Linked DNA regions of Sus scrofa: all the other regions are linked to region 1. A link is a contact called in public Hi-C and HiChIP or PLAC-seq data. All regions are on one chromosome and are shown on one strand. Each heading gives the region's core, a stretch centred on a gene start, on an enhancer-like site or on the middle of the called end of the contact. The rest is flanking DNA. Distances are from core to core; before and after follow the strand shown. Region 1 holds the start of CREBBP (CREB-binding protein). Region 2 holds the start of TRAP1 (TNF receptor associated protein 1). Region 3 overlaps TRAP1 (TNF receptor associated protein 1).

Region 1 (4,714 bases), core at 1,808-4,307:
TGGACAGTGACAGTCCAAGTCACCCCAGCTTCTCAGGCCATCAGAGCCTCCTTCTACTCCTAACGCCTCAGCTCTTCCCAGCCACAGAGCTCTCCTCCCTCAAATTTCATCACATGAGCAACGAATAGGCATGGCTCTGCCCGGTCCAATTCTTTTTTTTTTTTTTTCTTTTTGCTATTTCTTTGGGCCACTTCTGCGGCATATGGAGGTTCCCAGGCTAGGGGTCTAATTGGAGCTGCAGCCGCCGGCCTACACCAGAGCCAGAGCAACTCGGGATCCGAGCCGCGTCTGCGACCTACACCACAGCTCACGGCAATGCCGGATCGTCAACCTACTGAGCAAGGGCAGGGACCGAATCCGCAACCTCATGGTTCCTAGTTGGATTCGTTAACCACTGCGCCACGACGGGAACTCCTGCCCGGTCCAATTCTATCCTAGAAGCCACAAACCCATATCTCCTCATTTAAATGAGGCTGAGTCTCTCGAGAATGTTATTCTCAGGTCTCTCCCCATGTTTCCATTTAACAAAATGCCTTCGATCCTTTGACTGCGTGTAATCTAATCCCTTTAGTCCTTGCTTTGCCTTGACAGACATCCTTAAGCCCTGCTTCAGACCAGCAGTTACGGGAGACAAGGCTGTACCTTGCTTCATGTGCTCAGTGAGGGCCCTTCCAAGGCCCTGACACTAAGAGACCCTCTCACAGGGACATGATGGTGCCGAACGCGCCACCAAGGACCCGACACACATATAAAGGTGAATTTATTCTTTGGATTATTTAAACAGAGCTGTTAAAACTGACTTTTTTGTTCCACATTTGGAAAAGCAAAAGAGCTCCAGTGCCTCAAAAGGATCAAAATTAGAAAGGGAAAAAAGTGGTCAAAATCCACCCTTTCTGATAAATTTTACTGTGATCAGCCACACATTAAGTAGATATCTGACCATCCAATAACAGAAGTGCCCCAAGAGCCAGTCCTTTGGGTGCCATCTTGAAAAGAGGTACAAGTTTACAGTGGGACAAGCCTTTCTGCTACGTCTCACGTAACTCCCTTGTCCCTCTGTATAAAAAGCAAAGTCTAAAATAACCTCAATCAACAACAGCAAAGCTGCAAAGCCATTCAAAAGTTACGTTTCAGAGGACAAGCTTCAAAGCAAACTTGTCCAGTATGATCTATATTTCATATGATTAAAGATTTTTCACTCAAACATGCCAAGATTAATGGAGCCAAGATGAGCTATTCTGCAGTAAAATCAGAGTTTTTTAAATGCAGTAAAATCAGAGCATTGAAATCATGGTTGTTCTCACATTTCTCATTTCAGATAAGCTGATTTTACAAAATTAACATCAAACACAACACTTCATCAGTTTTTTTTTTTTAAAGAAGAGTATTATTGGTGACTTTTATACACCATGAGACTTAACTGACTCTTCTCCAACTGTTTCAACAAATTTCATTTCAACTAGACAAGAATCTCATGATTTTTTTTTTACACTTTCTCTCAATTCTACATTAAAAAATAGTCTAGGAATTGTAGTAAAACTGCAGCCACAAAACTCAAGTTTTGTTCCAACAATAGCAATAGATTTTTAGACCACTAGCAGAAAAACGCTAGTGGTCAGTCACAGAAATGTTTGCACAAGCTGAACAGCTGTGTCTACTGCAAATCTGAAGGCACTGCTGCAGCAATATAATTCAATTCTGACCCATTCATTATAAACTGATTTACAGATGCTGCTACTGCAAGATCACAGTGGAGAAATGCAAGCTGCGCTGGGGATCAAATCGTTCACCGAAGCGCACAAGTTTTTAACGCAAAGGAGAGCTCTGAAAGAGGAAATACAACTAGTTCATAACGCTACCATGAACCAGCCCAGAAGAACCTAAAACTATAAATGAATAGAAAACTAAAACACTTCCCTTAGGTAATTGATGTGATCACCTAAGAAAGTTTCCAGGGAAGATGTTTAAAACAGTGAATTTATTCAGTATCCTACCGAAAAAACTAGGGAGGAAGACTGTAATTCCCCCATTCCTTAACATATTTTTTCTTCTTACATCTTCACTGTAAAAGCAACACAAGCTCACTTGCAGATTGCAGCCCGGATCAATCTGCTATTTAACTTTCTTCCGAAGTTACAGTCTTGAAATTAAACACCCCACTTAGGACGTCTTCCGAAGTTTGGGGCTGTGAAAAATGGGATAGCTCAGGAGACCAACAACAAGAGTTTTCAAAGTAACTACTAAGCATTTTTCCCAAGCAGCACATTCCAAAAAACTTCTAAGTCGTAACTCAAGAGGCTGGCTGCAGCTCTGCGTGTCTTCTGGTTGCCTTGTGAATGTGCTACCAATTCAGAAAACATTTCGGGTCCCCTTTGGGCTGCACGCTTTCCTTCCCTCACTGGCAAACGCACCCTCCGCTGTCATCCCTTCAAACAGCCACGCGTGTGTCGACCCACGGCGGCAGAGGGTGGCAAAGGGACTCACCACGCAGAACAAACACGCTCCGCTTTACTTTTCCCCCCTGGAAGTACCACTCGGGCTCCACGCGAGGAGGGCTCGCCAACTCCGGGCTATGCGAGCGCACCGGGCATGTGCCGCCCCACTCGGGCCCCAGGCAGTCTTCCGACAAACTTCCCCCTCCGCGGCCGGGGTCCCGGGGAAAGGGCCCCGCACGCCCGCCCTCGAGTTCGGGTCCCCCGGGGGCACTCACCTCCGGGCAGGGCTGTCAGCGACCCCCGGGGCCCCTGTTCCCGCCCGGCCCCCTACTCACCTGTGCTGTCATTCGCAGAGAAGCCGGGCGAGCTGAGTTTGGCTCGTTTGGGGTTGGGCGGTCCGTCCAGCAAGTTCTCGGCCATTTTCACCTGCTCGCGAAAACAGCCCCGAGCGCGGGCGGCGGGGCCGGCGAGGGCTCCGGGGCGGGGGTCGGCGCCGGCCCCGGCCGGCTGCGAGGGGAGAGCGAGCGCGAGCCGCGAGTCGCGAGCGAGCGCCGAGGGAGAGGGAGGGCGCAGGGCCGGGTGGGGGAGGCGGCGGCCAAATCTCAGCCACAGCAACAGCGCCCCGCAGCGCTCACCGCCCGCCCCCGGCCGCCGCCGCCGCCGCCGCCGCCGGCCGCGGCCCCCTCATCCCCTGCCCGCCTCCCGAGCGCGACACTCCGCGGCGGGGGCGCCCCGGCGGCCCGGCGGCCCCCCGGGCCCGGCTGGCAGCGACGGCGCCCGGCCGGGCGGCTCAGGCAGTCCCCGGGAACATGGTGCCGCCGCCGCGCCGCCGCCTCGCTCCCCCCCCGCGCCCCACTTAATTAATTCGCTCGCGGCCCGACGACCGGGGGGCTCCGGGCTCCGCTCCCTGCCCGCGGCCCGCCGCCGCCGCCGCCGCCGCGAGGAAAAACAATGAGCGAAGCGGGGCCGCCGCCGCCGCCGCCGCCGCGGCCCCCCCACCCCCCGTTCCGCCGCCGCCGCCGCCGCCGCTGCCGCCGCCGCCGCCGCCGCCGCCGCGGCTCCGGGAGGCCGAGCCGAGAGGCGAGCGGGGCCGCCGGAGCGGGCGCCGAGGGCCAGGCGGAGCGGGCCGGCCGGGCGGAGCGGGGTGCGCGGGCGGTTGTGGGGCCCGGGACCGGCGGGGCCGAGTAGATCGCGCTCGAAGCCCCGGTCGGGTCCGCGACAAGATGGCGGCTGTTGATTCCTCAATTAAAAAAAAAAGAAAGTTTTTTTTCTTCTCTTTCCAGAGCCTGAACGGGGAGGGGGAGGGGGCGGGGCACGCCGGTGCGTCACCCCCCCCCGCGGCGTCACCACGCACGGCCCCCGCCCCGCCCCCTCCACCTGCGCCGGCCGCAGCGGAAAGAGCCGAGCGCGTTCGGACGGAAAGGGCCGAAGGCGCGGCTGCCGTACGTCGTGCGGCCGAGTGGCGGGGCGGCTAGACTGCCCGGCGGGGGCCGGGCCTGCGGGGCGCCGGGCGCCGGGCACCGCCGCCACTTTTGTTCTGACGGCGACTGGGCGGCGAGGGGTCTGGCTGCGGCCTGGCAGCAAGCCGGGCCCCCAGGCGCGGAGTTGGCGCCGCCCGGGCCTGCCCGTCCCGCAGGCGACTCTGCCCAGTCCCGGCTCCCCGCGCCCCTGCTCCGCGACCCTTCTCGGTGACCAGGGCTGGCAGCTTCTCCCCGCCGGATGCCAGCGTTGTGTCGTGGCCTCTGCAGGTTACAGACTGCTCTTGGGTCCGCCCGTGAGCGAGTGCAGATGGGGAAACTGAGGCAGGAAGTGGCAGGGCCGAGATTCGAAGGCCTCCACGTGAAGTGAGGAGGACGCAGGACTCCTGAGCCCTTGTTCCCCAGCCTGATGCAATAGGGGCCCCAGGTCCGACACCCTCACCTGCACCGGGAAGTGGTGAGCGCTGCTTCCCAGCCAAGCACACTCAGTCTGCGCCGGGCCCAGAAGGCCCCATTACATCAGGGCTTAGGGCCCTCGTGCCCTACGCAACCATCTGGACCCCGCAGGTGCTGCAGTCAGGTGTGAGGTTCCCCCGGAGGCCCGCCCGCGTGCCCACTATCCGCAGGACAGTTACACACAAATCTAAGGTGTTCACACATCTCAGCTCATTATCTGCTTCTCACAATTTGCCTGGGCTTCATCCCACGTCTTTATCTGAAGGGTATCACCAACGACCTGTTTGTTTCCTAAGCCAGAATTCTGTGAGTCCTCCTCTCCCTCCACCCACCAAGCAACCTGCC
Region 2 (4,616 bases), core at 1,980-4,479, 150 kb before region 1:
GCCGGCACTGTGACCATTCTGACTACAGAAAGACACGATGGCTCTACCCACAAGTTCACATCTAACACAAGAGAAAAGACATAATTTTTAGCCTCATCCACCCTCACTCCCCTATTACTCCTAGTTTCCTGTCAAACCAAATCATTCGAGGCATCTTCTTCCCCTGCACCTAATATTTTGAAGACCTGCACATGTATCCTGTCTTCTGTGAAACCTCAGCAACAGTCAACCCCGTGCTTCTGCTTTCTCTGATACACCGCACATGCCTCCAGTGTGGCCCAGAAGGCCAGCTGGCAGCCAGGAGCTCCCACTAACCTATGACCCCGACAGCAGGGCCACATCATCTTTGAAGTCCCAGAGGGCATTATCTTGGTTGAATAAAGCAAGAAATAAGCAAAAGTACAAAATAACAAGTCCACAATCAGAGACTCTATCCCACACCTCACAGAGACATCCTAAGTGCAAGCGGTACTAGGATGGTGGTAACAGGAGGTTGGAATCCTCAATGTGAAGCCAGGCACACGCTAAAACTGGACAGTATCTTCCCAGGAAATGAGGAAAAAAATACAGGTGAATTCTGAATTTTCATATAGGTGAGTTCTCCTACAATCACAGTCTCTTCCCCGCACTGTATGAGAGACAGTTCCTTGGCTAGATGCACGCATCACTCCATCCATCCAAACAACTGTAATTTTACACTTATCCACACAAGTGGCAACGACAAGACCATCTGCAGTTAGAAGGTTTTCAAGAACAGGTTCTGTATCTCAGGTGCAAGCAAAAGAATGCTTGAATCTCTGTGAGAGAAGCTGCAGAAGTAGAGCACACAGATTATTAAGGGAAAGAGATAAAGAAACAACAAAAATTGGCTGAGCTGAAAACTGAGGTATCTTTAAATGGAACAAAGATTGAATTACAAACATACATGGTCAGGGGCGAAGTGGAAATGAATCCGACTAGTATCCATGAGAATGTGGGCTCGATCCCTGGCCTTGCTCAGTGGGTTATGAGCATTGCCATGAGCTATGGTGTAGGTTACAGATGTGGCTTTGGACCTGGCATTACTATGGTGTAGGCTGGCAGCTGTAGCTCCAATTCGACCTCTAACCTGGGAACTTCCATATGCCACACCTGTGACCCTTAAAAAAAAAAAAAGAATCTTGGAGTACTCATTGGGGCGAAAAGAGATTGACGGCATGTCTACAGCACTAGACACTGGTTTGATCCCTGGCCCTGCACCGTGAGTTAAAGCATCTGGCGTCGTAGAGGCATAGGTACCAACCGGGGCTGGGATCTGATTCCTGGCCCAGGAACTCAATATGCCCCAGGGCTGCCAAAAAAAAAGAGAGAGAGAAAAGAATCTGAACCTCTGGGGGGGGGAAAACAAGTCAGCTACAAAAACACAAGAATCAAGTTGATATGACTGCTCACCTGTACAGAGGATGGTAGAAGACAACAGCACTATTTGTAGTAAAGGAAAATGACTTTGACCTGGAATACCAGAACCCGCCCAACTACTTTACAAGTATGAGGGCAAAACAAAAAAATTTTTAGACATATGGGGCTTAGAAAATTTTCAACACACTGACTTCTGCAGAACTAACACAAGAGTGTACTCTGGTAAAAACAGAAAACAAATCCAAAAAGGAAGGAAGATGTTAGATACAAGTAACAATAATCTACAAACATTTGTTAATGCATGTCCTTTTATTTTACTGAAAAAAAAAAAAATTTCTTTTTTTGGCTCCCCCCCCACCCCCCGTGGCACATGGAAGTTCCCAGGCCAGGGATGGAATCCCAGCCGGAGCTATGATCTATGCCACAGCTGCAGCAAAACCGGACCCTCAACCCACTGAGCCGCAGCTGGAACTCTGCATGTTATTTTTAAAGAATCATTGTTTAAAAAGACCACGCCAAAATTTAAAACTCAGATAACAGAGAAAAATGTGAAAGATATGAAGAGGAAATTCAAAGAATATCAGCCATTAAACAAATGAAAACATTACTAGTATCCATGCAAATGTAAGTTAAACAAGGTAGTTTATAAACCATCAGTTTGGAAAAGATTTAACATCCAGTGTTGGAAAAGATGCCTTGACATAGGTAGTCTCATTCCCTGCCAATGAGACTATAAATTGATAAAGCCTGACTTCTTGAACAGCAGTTTAGCAAAATCAACCACCATTTCAAGCACACACTAGCTCCACACCATCAATTCTAAAATTCTAATTCTGTAATATCACTGTAAAGGCATAGACCGGTGCATGCTGACACGAAAAGATGTCTAAGCCAATCTGGAGCTTTAAAAAACAAAACAAAACAAAACAAACCCGCAGCACAGGGTATATATGGTTTAGGCCTTTTTACGCAAAAACTGTTCGACGTATCTATTTCCGTACATCAGCAACTGCGTGTGGAAAGCCTGGAAGGAACGCCAAGACGTTCTCACCGGTGGTTACTTCCGAGCGGGGAGTGAGGACAGACAGCGGTCGTTCTTTCTTTTCAACATTTACTTGAGCACCTACCAATTCCAGGCCCTGGGGATACGGCGGTCAACAACCCCAAGTCCACGGGCTGCACGAAGGCCAAGGTGCCGGTTCTGTGGGTTTCGCGGCCGCGTGCCGCGCTGGGCCCACTGGGCATTCCGATTTGTGTCGAATGAAGGACTGACCAAGGGGGCTTATGCGTTACTCGTGCATAAATCAACTTGGGCGGAGGGGAGGAATAAGAGCGCAACTAAGGTACTTAAGTAATCACCCTGGGGAAGCCCGTTCCCAGCGCACACAATCCCCTGAAAGCGCCTTCGGCTCCGCGAGCGAGGAGACCGCGGTCCCTCCGCCTCAATCCGGCCCGAGGAGCCCGTTGGGAAGAACCCGCTGCTGCAGTCACGCGGGCCCGGGTTCAACCCCGTGACCTCCGGGGAACCCCTGCAGCCCGGCGCTGGACCCAGCCAGGTGACCCCAGGGCGCTCAGCGTTAGCCGCTCACCACGCTAGAGCGCGTACACCGCAGAATATCCGCCGCTGCGCGAGGAGGTTCCGTCACCGCGCCTCCCACGGAGAAAAGGGGTTCGGGCCCCCGGGAGCTCTGCGCGTCCCCGTCCCCGCTCGCTCTCCACCAGCCCTGCACAGCCGCTCTCACCTCCCCGGGCGGCAGCCAGCGCCGGCGCCCGCAGGCGGTGGCCCCACAGCAACAGCGTCCGCAGCTCGCGCGCCATGTCGGCCTTCCAGAGAGGGGGGCGGGGTCAGGGCAGGGCCTGCTCCGGCGCGGCGCGCCGACGTCACGGCGCGCGCCCGGCTGCCCGGTCTGCGGCCTGCGCCGGCGGGTGGGCGGGGCTCGCCTGGAGCGGGAGCGGTCGGCCTGCGCCGCCGGGACAGTCGGGCCTGGGGGCGGGACCTCCGTGACCTTGTGTCGCGTTATCAAGGGCGACGACTGTGCGCCCGGGGCCGCCGGGCGGCCCTCGTCTGCCCATAAGTCTCGGTTTGTCCATCCCAGAAATGGGGCAGACGTTCGCCTCCACGGTAGAGAGTTTGAAAAGACGGCGATGGGGCAGAAGCAGCTCACATCCCTGGGGTCTTTATAAGTCACGGGCCACCGGTCCGGACTGCTGAAAGTCAGTCTCTTCCAACCAAACCAGGGCAGGCCAAATAGCTACAAAGAGTAAAAGGGAGAGTTTCAGGCTTGACTTGTCTCTCCCAAAACTCTGGCGCCAACGCCCACCAGCAAAACTGGGCTTATTCATTCATTACAATTCTCTCGCCTTCCTGGAGGTAAGACTCTGGTTGGGGACTCCAACCATCAGCTTCCTTTCTCATAGAGTTGCAGACCACGTAAAATGCATATTCTCCAGCACCAAAGTAGGGCTCAGGCGGCTCCCCAGAAGATTATGAGACTGAAGACTCGCTGCCACGATCAAATAATTGCAGAAAAACGGGTTGAGATTTTTGACAAGGTCTGCAAAGAACAGAAGCCGGGAGAGTGTTCCCCGGTGGGGTCTGGACGTATCTGGGGCCGCAGGGAGGGGATGTCGGGGAACACTTTCAGGTGGAAGTTGTCAAGGCTGATCCGCAAGTTACAGGCTCAAGCAACTGAGAAGGGGAACATACACGAAGTGGGAAGATGGGAATGGAAGGGCAGGAGTTCTCTCACCTGGAAGACCCCAGCAGCCTCCTGTCTGGCCCCCATGCTCCACACAGCAGCTGATCATACATAGACTCCTCAATCAGGGTCCTCCAATGGTTTCCCTGCATAGTCACTTCCAAACCCCTTCTGCTTTGCATAACCTCCAAGCCCTGCATAACCTGACCCCCAGTTTTCTTCCTCCCTCACTCCAGACTCGCTGAGCTAGTGCCAGGCAGAGTGTTCCTAGGATGTCACTGAGTTGAGGGGTCTCAGCCTCACATTTCGTTGGTTGACCGCTTCACTCAGGAAATCATCTCATTTGTAGGACATGATATATTGGTTTACAGGGCAATAGATCTAGCTTGGGGAGCCCTTTGATTTCAGGACAGGGAGGTGGTATTTGGTAAAGGGAGGAGAGAGACAGACGGTGGCTTCAGTTAAGCAGGGACGGGCTCCACCAAGGCAAGTGAAACCCAGGCTCTGCGGGGGGCAAAT
Region 3 (4,526 bases), core at 393-2,892, 180 kb before region 1:
AAAAAAAAAAAAAGAAATATGTGGTATATATACACAATGGAATACTACCCAGCCATAAAAAAGAACAAAATAATGCCATTTGCAGCAACATGGATGGAACTAGAGACTTTCATACTGAGTGAAGTACGTCAGAAAGAGAAAGGCACGTACCGCATAATTTCACTTACATCTTGAATCTAATATACGGCACAAATGAACCTTCCCACGGAAAAGAAAATCATGGACTTGGAGAACAGATTTGTGGTTGCCAAGAGGGAGGGGGACGGAGGGAGAGAGACTGGGAATTTGGGGTTAACAGATGCAAACTACTGCCTTTGGAGTGGATAAGCAATGAGATCCTGCTGTGCAGCCCTGGGAACTGTGTCTGGTCACTTGTGATGGAGCATGATAATGGGAGAAAAATGAATGTATACATGTATGTGTGACTGGTTAACCTTGCTGTGCAGTAGAAAATTGACAGAACACTGTGAATCGGCTATAATGGAAAGTAAAAATTATTTTAAAAACTTTGGAGTTCCCGTCGTGGCGCAGTGGTTAACAAATCTGACTAGGAACCATGAGGTTGCGGGTTCGGTCCCTGCCCTTGCTCAGTGGGTTAAGGATCCGGCGTTGCCGTGAGCTGTGGTGTAGGTTGCAGATGCGGCTCGGATCCCTCGTTGCTGTGGCTCTGGCGTAGGCCGGTGGCTACAGCTCCAATTCAACCCCTAGCCTGAGAACCTCCATATGCCGCGGGAGCGGCCCAAAGAAATGGCAAAAAGACAAAAAAAAATAAAATAAAATAAAATAAATAAAAAAATAAAAACTTAAAAAAAAAAAACTACGACAAACTGAGGAACAAAATAACGACAGTCGTGAACTGTCAGCTGGTCAATAAATGTCTGTAAGCCTCCACTTACAGAAATAATAAATAAACGGATGGGAGTTTCCACTGTGGCTAAGCAGGTTAAGAATACGGCTAGTATCCATGAGGATGCAAGTCCGATTCCTGGCCTCACTCAGTGGGTTAAGGATCTGGGTGGCTGTGCCTGTGGTGTAGGCCTCCGCTGCCACTCCAATGGGATCCCTAGCCTGGGAACATCCATATGCCGCAGGTGTGGCCCTAAAAATAAATACATAAATAAATGGAGGCAAAAGGACTTCTATCTTATAGAATTACAATTCATAAACGTATAAGGAATGATGGAAACAGACAACTGCCATCAGGCAAGCACAGTGACAGGTTTGACAGGTATAAACTGTGAACAGACGTTCACCAGAAATAGAACATGTGCAGAATCTCCAAGTATGCCCAGCTCCTCCTGATCCAAAGAGAAAACCAGTACTTCGCGGTGGAGAAAGTGGCACAGAGCCTTAAGCAAGTGACCAGAGTCACTATCAGGAATGAGGTGTGTCCTCATCCTGCAGCTCCTATGGGGGCGGACAGTCTGGCCTGTCTCCTGCCGTGTTCTCGCCAAAAACGCTTCTCCATCTAACTGTAAGAAGACATCAGACAAACCCCCAAATAGGGAAATCCTCTAAAACAACGGGACAGTTCTCTTCTAAAGTTGTCAAGTTCCCAACGGACAAACAGAGACTGAGGAGACCAAGGAGACACCAGCACACGCTGCAGGATCCTGGGCCGGCAAAGGACATGGGTGGGAAATCCGGCTAATGTCAGCCAGGACGGGTGTGTTACCCAAGAGTGAGTGCTGGGTCAGTGTAATTTCAGTTTTCAATCCCTTGGCCATGTGAGAGGTTAAGAGTAGGGAAACTGGGGGAGAAGGCTGTGTGCTCCTTCTGTAACATCTCTGAAAGTACAAAGTATTTCAAAGTAACAAAGACCTATTCCTGTACACATGTCATTTCATTTACCTACAAGTACACTTTTTTTTTTTTTTAAACTGGTTGGCTGCACCCTCAGCACATGGAAGCTCCAGGGCCCGTGACCACACCAGAGCCATAGCAGTGACAATGCCACACGGTTATGCCCTAGGCCACAAGCCTGGCACAAGTGTCCACTGGAGTATACCGTGAGAAGTGGAGTCATCAGGGCCAAGGTCATGCCCAGTTTAAACTGTGGTCATGGCTGCCAAGTCACCCTCCAGAGACCGATGCGATTACATTCCCACCAACGACATCAGGAGACTGTGTAATACACATACTGCTGCCAAGGTGGTACTGCTGTGAAACCTCTGGCTCTCAGCCTAGCAGTCAGGTAAAATTTTACTATAGTTTCCATTTACATTTCTCTTACAATGAGCAAGATGGAGCATCTATCTATATTTTAAAATATTTTCTTTCTTTGCTTTTTTTTTTTGGTCTTTTTAGGGCCGTACCCATGGCATATGGAGGTTCCCAGACTAGGGGTCGAATCAGAGCTGTAGCCGTCAGCCTACGCCACAGCCACAGCCATGCTGGAAGCGAGCTGCGTCTGCGACCTACACCACAGCTTATGGCAATGCCAGATCCTTAACCCACTGAGCAAGGCCAGGGATCATACCTCCATCCTCATTGATGTCTAGTTAGATTTGTTTCTGCTGAGCCACAATGAGAACTCCTAAAATATTAAAAAAAAAAAAAAAAAAAAAAAGGAATTCTCTTGTGGCATCGCAGGTTAAGGATCTGGGCTGTCACTGCAGTGGCATGGGTCACTACTGTGGCACAGGTTTGATCCCTGGCCCAGAAACTTCCACATGCTGCAGGCAGGGCCAAAAAAAAGTTTTTTTTCTATTTCCTATTTTTGTTAACGGACTGTTGATATCCTCTGATCATTTTCTACTACATTTTCTCTTATTGATTTGTAACAACTCTTTACATGTTAAGGAAATTAATCTGTTGTTTGTAAAAGCCTTCCTTACTCCAAAATTAAACACAATTTCCCAAGTCTTATTTTTCCTGGTTTTTTTTTTCCCTACTTTTATACTCAGAATACTTTTGAAAGGATTTTATATGTTGTTTATGACGGAAATAGCTGGGAAAAGGGAAAAATAAGCAATCTATATTTCTAACCAGGTCTTTAAGATTTTCCATTTTAATTCCAAGATTACATTAATCAACAGCACTATTAAGAGCAGATTTGATTTCAGGTTAACTGAACTTTCTAAAGTGACTTTAAGAATAAAGCAATAGTGCAACAAATCTGCCTGAGCCAGACACAAACACACTATCTGTGCAGTGTGTCTTCATGTTTCCCCTAGACCCTAAAGGAAAAACCACAAACCTCAGACTACAATGTCTTAGCGTTAACTAAGATTAACTGTTTGGTGGTTTGGGCTCACAAAACAGGAAACAATGAAAGTTTGAATCTGACAACACACACGTGCAACTTCTCCTCCACTGGGCCTCCTCCCTCGCAGCACACAATCAACTTTCCCTACTATGAATGCACAGCACTTACTTCCCATGCTGCTAATTTAAAACAGCAGTTATAAGCCAGCTTGCGGCATTTTTACAATTAACCTTTTCTTTCTTTTTTTACAGCCACACCTGTGGCACAGGGAAATTCCTGGGCCAGGGATCAAACCCAAGCTGAAGCTGTGACCTACACCACAGGCACAGCAATGCCAGATCCTTTAACCCACTGAGCCTGGACAGGAACCAAACTCGAATCTCCCCAGTGGTCCAAGCCTCTGCAGTTGGATTGTTTGTTTTTGTCTTGTTTTGTCTTTTTAGGGCTGCACCCATGGCATATGGAAGTTCCCAGGCTAGGCCTCAAATGGAGCGGTAGGTGTCGGCCTGCACCACAGTCATAGCAACGTCTAATTCCTAACCCACTGAGCAAGGCCAGGGATCGAAGCCGTGTCATCATGCATATTAGTCAGGTTTCTTACTGCTGAGCCGTGACAGGAACTCCCTGCAGTTGGATTCTTTTTTTTTTGTTTTTGTCTTTTTGCCATTTCTTGGGCCACTCCCGCGGCATATGGAGGTTCCCAGGCTAGGGGTCTAATCGGAGCTTAGCCACCGGCCTACACCAGAGCCACAGCAACAGGGGATCTGAGCTGGGTCTGCAACCTACACCACAGCTCACGGCAACGCCGGATCCTTAACCCACTGAGCAAGGGCAGGGATCGAACCCGCAACCTCATGGTTCCTAGTCGGATTCGTTAACCACTGCGCCATGACGGGAACTCCTGGATTCTTAACCCTTTGTGCCACAGCAGGAACTCCTTAGCTTTTTCTCACTACATTAATATCTCACCAAATTTGGGTAGGATCAGGTTTACATTTCTTAGTATCAAACTCTCTGAAGGCAAGAACATCCATATTTCTCCGTATGCCAGAACATCTGATGCAGAAGCAGCTCTTTTTTTCCCGTAAACAATCATGAAACTTTATCAGCAGTTTTAAACATCACTATGCTCAAGCAGAAGCACATTCAGTCAGCCAACAGATGGCGTTAGTGGTCCTGCAAGGTCAGTTTGACTAGTAAGCATAAATTAAAAATGCAGCTGCCAACAGGGGCCCACTAACGAAGGCACATGAGTCAAAACACAGTGCGTATGGGGTTTTGTTTTGTTTTGTTTTCTTTAAAAAAAAATCTATCTTTC

Evidence for each region. A called contact is a pair of places that touch in the nucleus more often than the background predicts. HiChIP or PLAC-seq counts read pairs in DNA pulled down with a chosen protein or histone mark.
Region 2: an H3K27ac HiChIP or PLAC-seq map of skeletal muscle shows a contact between it and region 1, with 5 times the contacts expected there. The contact joins the promoter of TRAP1 here to the promoter of CREBBP in region 1. A contact is called at or near these places in 1 of 5 promoter capture datasets (fetal liver), 5 of 47 Hi-C or Micro-C datasets (embryonic fibroblasts, epiblast stem cells, heart right ventricle and 2 more) and 2 of 2 datasets of contacts at active chromatin or transcription factors (alveolar macrophages and skeletal muscle).
Region 3: a contact with region 1 is called in a Hi-C map of skeletal muscle, with 6 times the contacts expected there. The contact joins the enhancer-like site here to the promoter of CREBBP in region 1. A contact is called at or near these places in 3 of 5 promoter capture datasets (fetal liver, liver and skeletal muscle), 18 of 47 Hi-C or Micro-C datasets (alveolar macrophages, blood, brain and 10 more) and 1 of 2 datasets of contacts at active chromatin or transcription factors (skeletal muscle).

Annotation. Positions count from the first base shown.
Region 1 is chr3:38,386,709-38,391,422 of Sscrofa11.1, reverse strand. It overlaps CREBBP (CREB-binding protein), which reads right to left and starts at 3,057. Exons shown (of 31, transcript XM_005662184.3): 1 at 2,771-3,057. The coding sequence starts at 2,855.
Region 2 is chr3:38,535,323-38,539,938 of Sscrofa11.1, reverse strand. It overlaps TRAP1 (TNF receptor associated protein 1), which reads right to left and starts at 3,229. Exons shown (of 18, transcript NM_001243945.1): 1 at 3,141-3,229. The coding sequence starts at 3,216. It overlaps LOC102160050 (a long non-coding RNA gene), which reads left to right and starts at 3,353. Exons shown (of 4, transcript XR_302227.2): 1 at 3,353-3,769.
Region 3 is chr3:38,563,012-38,567,537 of Sscrofa11.1, reverse strand. All of the region lies in intron 1 of TRAP1 (TNF receptor associated protein 1), which reads right to left. Among named protein-coding and RNA genes, the nearest start is that of TRAP1, 29 kb to the right of the region's middle. Within about 2 kb of position 1,642, at least 3 of the 83 cell types and tissues checked have an H3K27ac peak or open chromatin away from gene starts, as enhancers often do. A contact at or near this core is called in skeletal muscle, where this site is marked.